2 separate regions of the Mus musculus genome follow, and region 1 is linked to region 2. The links are chromatin contacts, called in public ChIA-PET maps. All regions are on one chromosome and are shown on one strand. Each heading gives the region's core, a stretch centred on a gene start, on an enhancer-like site or on the middle of the called end of the contact. The rest is flanking DNA. Distances are from core to core; before and after follow the strand shown. Region 1 holds the start of Mks1 (MKS transition zone complex subunit 1). Region 2 has its middle 21 kb from the start of Dynll2.

Region 1 (4,464 bases), core at 1,789-4,288, 110 kb before region 2:
TGCTAACAACGACATCAGATTTTTTTTGGTGAAAGTCTAATTTGATTATAAAACTGAATTGTGGAAGTAGACTCAATCCTCATTATGCATTGCTCATGTAGTTGTCTATTAAAAGAAAGTACTATATTTTTAAGGTCTTGAAGGCTTGGATTTTTGACTGGACTCAGAAGTAGAAGCTTTCTGGCCCTGCCCCTCGCCAGTGGCAGCACTCAGGGAAGAGGGCCTGTGTGTGTGTGTGTGTGTGTGTGTGTGTGTGTGTGTGTGTGTGTGTGTGGTGGAGAGGGAATGAGCTGGCCCCATGTGTGTGAGCACAGGAGAGAGCTGGCTCAGCCCATAGCCAGCTGCAGCACTTGGGCCAGGCCTGACTAGGCAACACAGTGGAGCTGTCTCTGGAAGCATAGCGGGGAGGTAAGCTGGCCCCGTGGGCAAGAGTGTGGGAGAGCTGACCCTGCATCTTCCCAATGGTGGCATTCAGTGGCCTAGCCAGAGCAGTGCTGGAGAGTTTGCCCTGCTGGTGCAGATAAGGGAGAGCCAGCAGGCTGAACAGCTCAGCCACCATCCAGGCCCAGATCCAGAGTTTTGAGTTGACCCACCCCCAAATCTACATCATCTGTGAACTGTTGGGGCGCACAAAAGGACCGGTCCTGCTAACCCAAAGCTGTAGGATCTCCATGACACAGGGCAACAACAGGATAACAGTGAGGAGTCCCAGTGAGGATCCAGTATTGCTGGTGTGACAGATTCGAGAGGCCTAAAGCCAGACCAATGGCTCATCACAATGAGTGTTTGCAAGTGTCGATGTGTGGACAGAGGGGTATACTCAGGGGAATACTGTGACACACTACAGCTTCCACAAGGAGATGTTTTCTATGCTTTGCTTTGTGTGTGTGTGTGTGTGTGTGTGTGTGTGTGTGTGTGTGTGTGTGAGCGTCAGCAGATCCTTCTGTGACCATGCACCTGTCACAGAACACACGATGCTACGTTTGTTGTCCGCTCCAATGAGTTTCTCACAGCCAGTGGCTGGGAAGGAGATATTCAACCTCCCCTTGACACATGGCCTGGAAGGTTCCATGAAGAAAAGCTTAACTTTACTATCATTATTAGTGGTGGTGATGGTGTGTGTGGACGCACGTGCCACAAAGTGTGGAGGTCAGAGGACAACTCTGTGAAGTCAGTTTTCTTGTTCCAAGGATAAAGCTCAGGTTATCATGTTTCATGACAGAGGCCTTCACCCACTGAGCCATTTCTACAGCTCTTGATCGATTTGGTTGGTTTGTTTTTCTTTTGTTTTGTTTAAAATGAGGTCTTAAATTGAAATCCTTCCATGTATGCCCCCAGTGCTGACAATCCAAACACAAACCACCTCTCCTGGCTGTTCTCATCTTAAACAAAATCTCGAAGTGACTTCCTTTCTAATCTCCATGGTTTCAGTGTCTAGAAATCATCCCTTAATTGGAAATTGTATGTTCTTAAGGATGTGGGTGGGAGACAGTAAGTTGGTGGCAGGTTTGAGGCCACAAAAGCCAGACCAGGTTGGAATCTGTTTTTCCCACGTCAGCACTCATTAATACACCCCATACTTAATTCCTGGCCCTTGGTAACTTCATCCTTTAAATAGGAATAAAGTACCTCTTGGAGAGGTTTTTGGGAGGGTTACAGGCAATACAAATGAAAAATGAGTAGGTGCTATTTGTGGTGAGTTCTTAGTGCACACAATGAATAGTTAGGTGCTCATGATTTCTCTGCTCTATAATCGGATGGCCATGAAATGTCCCAGGCCAGGCAACAATTGCTTATTCGGATGAATAAGTAGCAACCGTCAAATACTAATTGTCAATATTGATATTGCCAAACTGCCGGAATTAAACTTATACCATCTTTCCTTGGATGTGCCAGTGAACCATGACTTCTGAATGTCACTCTGGTGGTTTTTCAGGGGCTGGCTCGGAGTCTTAACTGGTTAATAATCCAGAACCAACATGCCCCAGGGAAAACACCCTTTCCTTCCTTTCTGCTGGCTTCCTTGTTTTTTATTTCTCTGGCTCAGTGCATACCAACAAAACTACTAATATACCTGCCCCACAGGTTTTTTTTCTTCCAGGAATGTTTTCTTTCTTTTTTTCTTTTTCTTTCTTTCTCTTCTTCTTCTTCTTCTTCTTCTTCTTCTTCTTCTTCTTCTTCTTCTTCTTCTTCTTCTTCTTCTTCTTCTTCTTCTTCTTCTCCTCCTCCTCCTCCTCCTCCTCCTCCTCCTCCTCCTCCTCCTCCTCCTCCTCCTCCTCCTCCTCCTCCTTCTTCTTTCTCTTTTCTTTTCCTGTCTTTTCTTTTCTTTTTCCTGAGACAGGGTTTCTCTGTATAGCCCTGGCTGTCCTGGAACTCACTCTGTAGACCAGGCTGGCCTCGAACTCAGCAATCTGCCTGCCTCTGCCTCTCAAGTGCTGGGATTAAAGGCGTGCGCTACCACTGCCCGGCTGTTTTTTAATTTTTGTTTGCATGTCCTTTTAGTCATATCCACCAACTGTTTAGGCCTGAGTTTTCTCTCCTTAAATTTTTTTAAATTTATTTTATGCATAATGGTGAACATGTTTGTGCAACACATGTGTACTGTAAGGCGGCAAGGTGTCTGACCCTTTGGAACTGGAGTAGAGACAGGTGTGAGTGGCCATCTGGGCCTGCTAGTTCCTCTGAAAGTCCAGTCACTAACCTCTTAACCACTAAGCCATTTCTCCACGCCCCCTAGGCCGAAGTTTTCAAATGTTCAGTGGAAGGCAGTGTTTGATCAGAAAGTAAGGACTCAGGTCACCTGGTTCTGGCCACCATCACCATTTTTGCACCTAAACAAAGTAGCTGATGGCGGTTTTCTCTTTTGTGCAGTGCACCAACTTTCACCTTGGGTGGAGGTGAGCTTTACTCACACAGGACAGCTGAGGGTCCCGCTGCCAGGCTAGGGACTGGCTCCCGCAGACGTGGAGAGCTGCGCGCGCAGCGCCTCCCTTGCCTAAGAAGCCAGCGTCTCCGTTGCCAGGGGAACGAGGCACCACGCTTTCCGGCGCGGTCGCAGCGCGAAGCAGCTGTCATGGCGGAAGCGGTCTGGAGCACTGACACCGGCGAGGCCGTGTATCGCTCCCGGGACCCCGTGCGCAACCTGCGCCTCCGGTAGTCACTCGACCCCAGTTTCAGGGCCCCCTAACTTTATGCTCCGAGGCCCCCTAACTTTATTCCACCCTAAGCTTTTAGATGCTCAGAGGCCCCTACTTCCGCTTACAATCCCAACTACTTCCTCTGCCATCTCTGCGCGCGTCTTGTTATCAGGATCTTTTTCCACTGAAAGCTTCCAAGTACACCTTTCAGATTCACCCTGCCCAAGTCCCTTCAAGTTCTCGCCACTTTCAAACCCCTCGGGTCCCTGTGCTGATTTATCCAGCAGACGCCCCTACCCACCTCTTCTTTGCAGCAGCCTTGACTTCTCTGCCTCTGTGATTTCTTTCCCCGATTCATGCTCTGTATATCTCCTTGCTGTGTGTCTCTGACACGCGTATTTGGGGCTTCTCTTCTCTTGACAGAGTTCATCTGCAAAGAATCACATCAAGCAACTTCCTTCATTACCAGCCTGCTGCCCAGATGGGGAAGGACCTCATAGACTTGGCCACTTTTAGGCCTCCGCAAGCTGCTAGTGGGTGTTTGTGATGACGCTACATTCATTTGAGACTAAGGCAGGGGTGCGGGGCAGTAGAGGTACAGAGGAGGAACGGAAGGCTCAGAGAGGTTGAGTTTATTGCCCAGTGTCACCTAGCCGAGGAATATAGAAGCATTTGAATGAACCTGGGCAATCATCTTTTTAATTTTTTATTATTTATTTATTTTTTTACATTGTAATTTACTTTTGTGTGTGTGTGCACGCCCATGCCACAGTGCGAGAGTGAAGTTCAGGGGATAACTTTTGCGAACCAGTTCAGTTATCTCTTCACCAGATGAATCCTGGGGCTTGAGCCATCTTACCCGAGTTGTGACTTGGGGGATGGGGAAAGGACTTCTAAGAGAAATATGTTCCAAACTCCAAATGTATGTATAAATACACTTAAAAAACAATTTTAAAACAGGAGTTTGCACGAAAATATGATTTTTTCCTCTTGCCTTGAAAGCCAAAAGAAAGGACAGGACCGTCGTGTTTGGCCAATAATTTTTCATGCTTTTGTCATTGTTCTTTCTACTCAGAAATATTCTTAGGCAAAAAGGGTAGCCTGGCAGATCACAAATCATGCATCTTGTGTTTCTGGATGATTCGGTGGTGGTTTCAGAAAAACATCAGGGTCCTTATCTAGCAAATTCAGCCAGGATTGAGGAAGGGCTGGCCCTTCAGCCTCTAGCTAAACTCTAGTGCCTTATACGGGACTAGAGAATGTTTCTTGGAAGGCAGAGCTACCTTTTATTCAAATTAGAGTAATGATTAGGACACCTCAGGCCCTA
Region 2 (4,335 bases), core at 847-3,346:
CCGTACACCTTTAATCCCAGCACTTGGGAGGCAGAGGCAGGCAGATTTCTGAGTTCAAGGCCAGCCTGGTCTACAGAGTGAGTTCCAGGATAGCCAGGGCTACACAGAGAAACCCTGTCTCAAAAAAAAAAAAAAAAAAAAAAAAAAAAAAAACACAAAATAAATAAATAAATAAATAAATAAATAAATAAATAAATAAAATGAACCTTTATATTGAAGTTGGTTTACAGTTTCAGAGGTCCAGTCCATTGTCACCATGGTGGGAAGCATGGCAGCGTGCAGGCAGGCATGGTGCTAGAGAGGTACCTGAGAGTTCTACATCTTAATCCATAGGCAGCAGAAGTGAATGCCACACTAAGCCTAGCATGAGTATCTAAGACTTCAAAGCCTGCCCCAACAGTGACACACTTCCTCCAACAAGGCCACACCTTCTAATAGTGCTAGCCCCTATGGGCAAGCATTCAAACACGTATTCAAACCACCACAGCTGAAGGGAGTCTCTGTGGCCTGCTCTAGGACAAAAATATCACATAGACAAAAGACCTGTCTTCTCTCCCAAAGCTTTAGTGACAATGCCACAGTCTCTAGACCTTAACTGGAGACCACAGCATGGATAGACAGTGACAGAGACAAAGCACCTCACAGCTTATCTGAAGGAGGAGCAGGACTCTGCCTTGTGGAGAGCTGGCTGGTGGCTTCCCACTGTCTCTGTCTCCGCTCTCCCTGGGAAGCCGTCTTATAGTTAGTTACTGATGGAGCCCATCTCCCTGAACCAGCTAGACACAAGGCAAAAGGAGGTGCCTTTGAGGATAGGGACCGAAGGGACAGTCTAAAGACACTCATCTCCCAAAGTGCCTGAACTTTCTGCTGTCCAAGGTCATCCTTCGATCTAAGATTTCAGGCCCCCAGATTCCTGAAACTCTCATTTACTTTGTCTTTCTGTTTGTTTTTCTTTGGAGTCTTTTGAGACAGGATCTCCCTGTCTTGGTACGTACGTAGCACTGCTGGCCTGGAACTCACTATGTAGACCAGGCTGCCCTTGACCTCTGCAGGAAAGCTGCAATCCTGGGCTGTGGATCACTTACACTGTCTCTCTGGGCTCCTCACTGGACCCCAGCTGGGCCTGCTTGCTCTAGATGTTTTGAGTCAAACAAAACTACAAAATAGTGATCAGGCAACGCATGGACACTCGAGAGAGGGTGGGAGGGGCCACGATAGATCAGGATTGGAGACAGAGGCAGCTCATTAGCCACACTCAGAAGAGAAAAACAGTGTGGCTTTAATCTCTTGATTAAATTAGGGAGGAAATGGGTCTGGGTGGTGAGAAATCACATGGGGAAGTGGGTTAAGTGAGATGATACAGAGCTGTGTGCCAGGAAATGAGAGAAAGGAAACAGACAGACAGAGACTGAGACAGAGGCAGAGAGAGAGAGAAACTGGGAGGGAGACAGAGAGAGGCCCTGCAGAAGCCCATGGGAAAGAGAGCAGTTTAGTCAAACATGACAAATTCTATATGAGGAGTTGGAGGGGACACCAGGGAGCCATTGAGGCTTCTGGAACTATCCAGGCACAGAGAGGGAGGATTGCCTGACTTATCACCTGAGGCACAGGCTAGCTGGAGACACAGATGATCAGCACCTGGTTCTCTACACAAAATGCCTCCCTTAGAGTGTCCCTGAGCCCCAAAGGCCCTAAGGGGAAGGAACCCCCAGGGACAGGGTCTTGTGTTTGCTTGGAGAGGCTGTGGGAGTGTTAGGAAGAATTCAAAGCTGTGGTAAGCATCCTGCAACGGGGACCACGGTAGGGAATGGTCTATTCCTGGTGCTGAATACATCTACCTGTAGTCAGAACTACACACACTGCACACCAAGTATGTGATACAACGGCTAGAGACGGGGCAGAGGCAGGAAGACCCTAGTTCAAAACCTGGCTCTGCCTCCCATTGTGAGCTCTTAATGTCTGTAAAGTATCAATGACAAGATCTATACCCTGGTTTGCTGCAAGGATTAAAATAATGATAATGTCTATAAAAGATAACTTGGCTGTACATCCCCGCCCCTTCCGGCATCTGTGCAGTCCCGCATGACTATGAGACTCCTCCCATCACAGAGGCTCCTCCCACCACCGTTGGTCTGTTTCTCATCCTGCCCTTGAGGTGGTGGCTTGCACTAGCAAAGAGTAAAATGTTTCTAGAACAGCCTTGAAGAACGATGACAGCTGGCTTCTTAGGAGTGCGTGCTCCTAGAAGCAAGCCCAGGCTGGTCCGCCAGCTGATGAGAGACACGTGGCCCAGTTACCTAGGCCGCTCCAATCAACAGCCAGCAAACTCAGCAGTCTGCAGACTGGTGCCTCCCCAGCAGACCTCCCTCGCCTCAGGCCAACCTCAGAAACAGAGGGAACAGCTGCTGGTGTAAGGTATACGGTAAGATCCCGTTGATAGGTTCAGACTTCCACACAAGATGAAGAGTCGCCAACAGCCTTATCTTCTTGTCGAGCAATCAAAATAACAAGGCAAGAATCTGGGCACTGCGGGGAAGGCTAACGGATGACCACAACTGAGAGACAGGAAAATAAACAATGAGAGTCCCACCGTCCTGCCTAGGTGCGGATGAGGGGCAGCTAAGGAAGCCAAGGATTACTGAGCTCTGGAGAGTTAAACAGAGGCCAGAGGACCAACCAAGGTGGCCAACTGCTGGAGAGCTGAGTGCCACGTAGAGAGCAAGCCCCAGAGGTGTGCAGGGCCTCCGCTCTGGTATTCAACAGGACATTGATCAGTACATGTGTGTAACAAAACTATCTGACGCCCGAGAAAGGCGAGAGAGCCATAGCCACGTATTTCCTGCCTAGAGCCAGAAATAAGAGTGAGGGTGAGTATCCTTCCAAGCCTGCCTAATGAAAGCAAGGCCTGGAAGGACCAGACTGTTACCAGATAAGTGAGTAAGGGGGGACCTGAGTTCACTCCTCAGGATCCACGTTAATAAAAAATGGGACATGGTGACTTGGGTTTGTAACCCCAGCACCAGGCAAACCTCGTCAGGAGAGCTCCAGGCCAGTGAAAGATCTTGTCTCAAAAATCACAGTGGACGGACCGTAGAGATGGCTCAGTGGTTAAGAGCACTGACTGCTCTTCCAGAGGTCCTAAGTTCAATTCCCAGAAACCACATGGTGGCTCACAACCATCTGTGATGGGATCCAATGACCTCTTCTGGTGTATCTGAAGACAACTACAGTGTACTCCTATAAATAAAATAAGTACATCTTTTTAAAAAATCACAGTGGACGTTTCTTGAAGATAACCCCAGAGGTTAACCTCTGACCTCCACATGCACACACATAAAGTAAAAATACAGATGCAGTGCTCAGCAAATAACACATTCAATAAGTTACATTTCCACCCTTGCAAAAGCCTAGACAAAATGGCTTTTCCTAGCTGCACATCCGCTTAAGACTGTGGTTTAAAAGCCAAAACAGAGCGTTCAGGAGAGCATAATTTTCCAGGCTCTGGGAGTGGTTTTTAACACAAGAGTTCTGGTTCCAGCATGGCCTTGCCACCTGCGGCTCAGGTCAACCAAACCTCTCCGGCTCTGTGCTGCAGTATTCCTTCAGACCAGAAGATGGCGCTGCTTCTCCACGGGTATTCAAGTACATTCACGTTTTGAAGCTTGAGGGTTTGAGGGTTTGCATACCCAGGACAATGGTGCTTGCTAGGTAAAGCGAAACACAACGGAGGATGTGACCTCGTTTTCGAGAACCTTACATTGGAGTCATTACGAAATATGAAACTAGAACTTCTCCGGGTAGAAACGTCAGAAAGTGCTAGCTGCTGTAAAAACTTTCCTTCCAAAAGCCTAAGCTACTTTCCACAAGGCACACAGAGACCAAAACATTTTTTTTTTCAGGAGCTGGAGGGATGGCTCAGTGGTCAAGGCTGGCGGAGGATGAGAGTTCAGTTCTCAGCATTCACATAAGGCAATTCACGACCACCTGTAACTCCAGTTCCAATTCGGAAGTTTAGTCCATTATCATCATGACAGGCAGCATGCGGACAGACACGGTGCTGGAGGAGGAGGAGGAGGAGGAGGAGGAGGAGGAGGAGGAGGAGGAGGAGGAGGAGGAGGAGGAGGAGGAGGAGGAGGAGGACGAGGAGGAGGAGGAGGAGGAGGAGGACGAGGAGGAGGAGGAGGAGGAGGAGGTGAGAGGTCTACATCTGGATCCGTAGGCAACGGGAAGAGATGGTGAGCCACTAAGACTGGATGGAGCTTCTGACATCTCAAAGCCCCCCCGCCCCCCCCCGCCTCCCCCGCCCCCCCCCCGCCCCCAAGTAACACACCTCCT

What was found. ChIA-PET counts read pairs in DNA pulled down with a chosen protein or histone mark.
Region 1: a contact with region 2 is called in an RNA polymerase II ChIA-PET map of memory CD8 T cells, with 26 read pairs. The contact joins the promoter of Mks1 here to the enhancer-like site in region 2. A contact is called at or near these places in 1 of 15 datasets of contacts at CTCF or cohesin (CD8 T cells), 16 of 484 Hi-C or Micro-C datasets (CD4 T cells, CD8 T cells, ECoMG myeloid progenitors and 7 more), 3 of 115 datasets of contacts at active chromatin or transcription factors (CD8 T cells, bone marrow-derived dendritic cells and memory CD8 T cells) and 2 of 9 other capture datasets (adipose tissue and liver).

The regions. Positions count from the first base shown.
Region 1 is chr11:87,850,177-87,854,640 of GRCm38.p6, forward strand. Mks1 (MKS transition zone complex subunit 1) reads left to right here and starts at 3,039. Exons shown (of 18, transcript NM_001039684.3): 1 at 3,039-3,153; 2 at 3,561-3,670. The coding sequence starts at 3,074.
Region 2 is chr11:87,964,200-87,968,534 of GRCm38.p6, forward strand. No RefSeq gene overlaps it. Among named protein-coding and RNA genes, the nearest start is that of Dynll2, 21 kb to the right of the region's middle. RefSeq lists an enhancer at 1,362-2,406. Within about 2 kb of position 2,097, at least 82 of the 459 cell types and tissues checked have an H3K27ac peak or open chromatin away from gene starts, as enhancers often do. A contact at or near this core is called in CD8 T cells, effector CD8 T cells, memory CD8 T cells and 1 more, where this site is marked.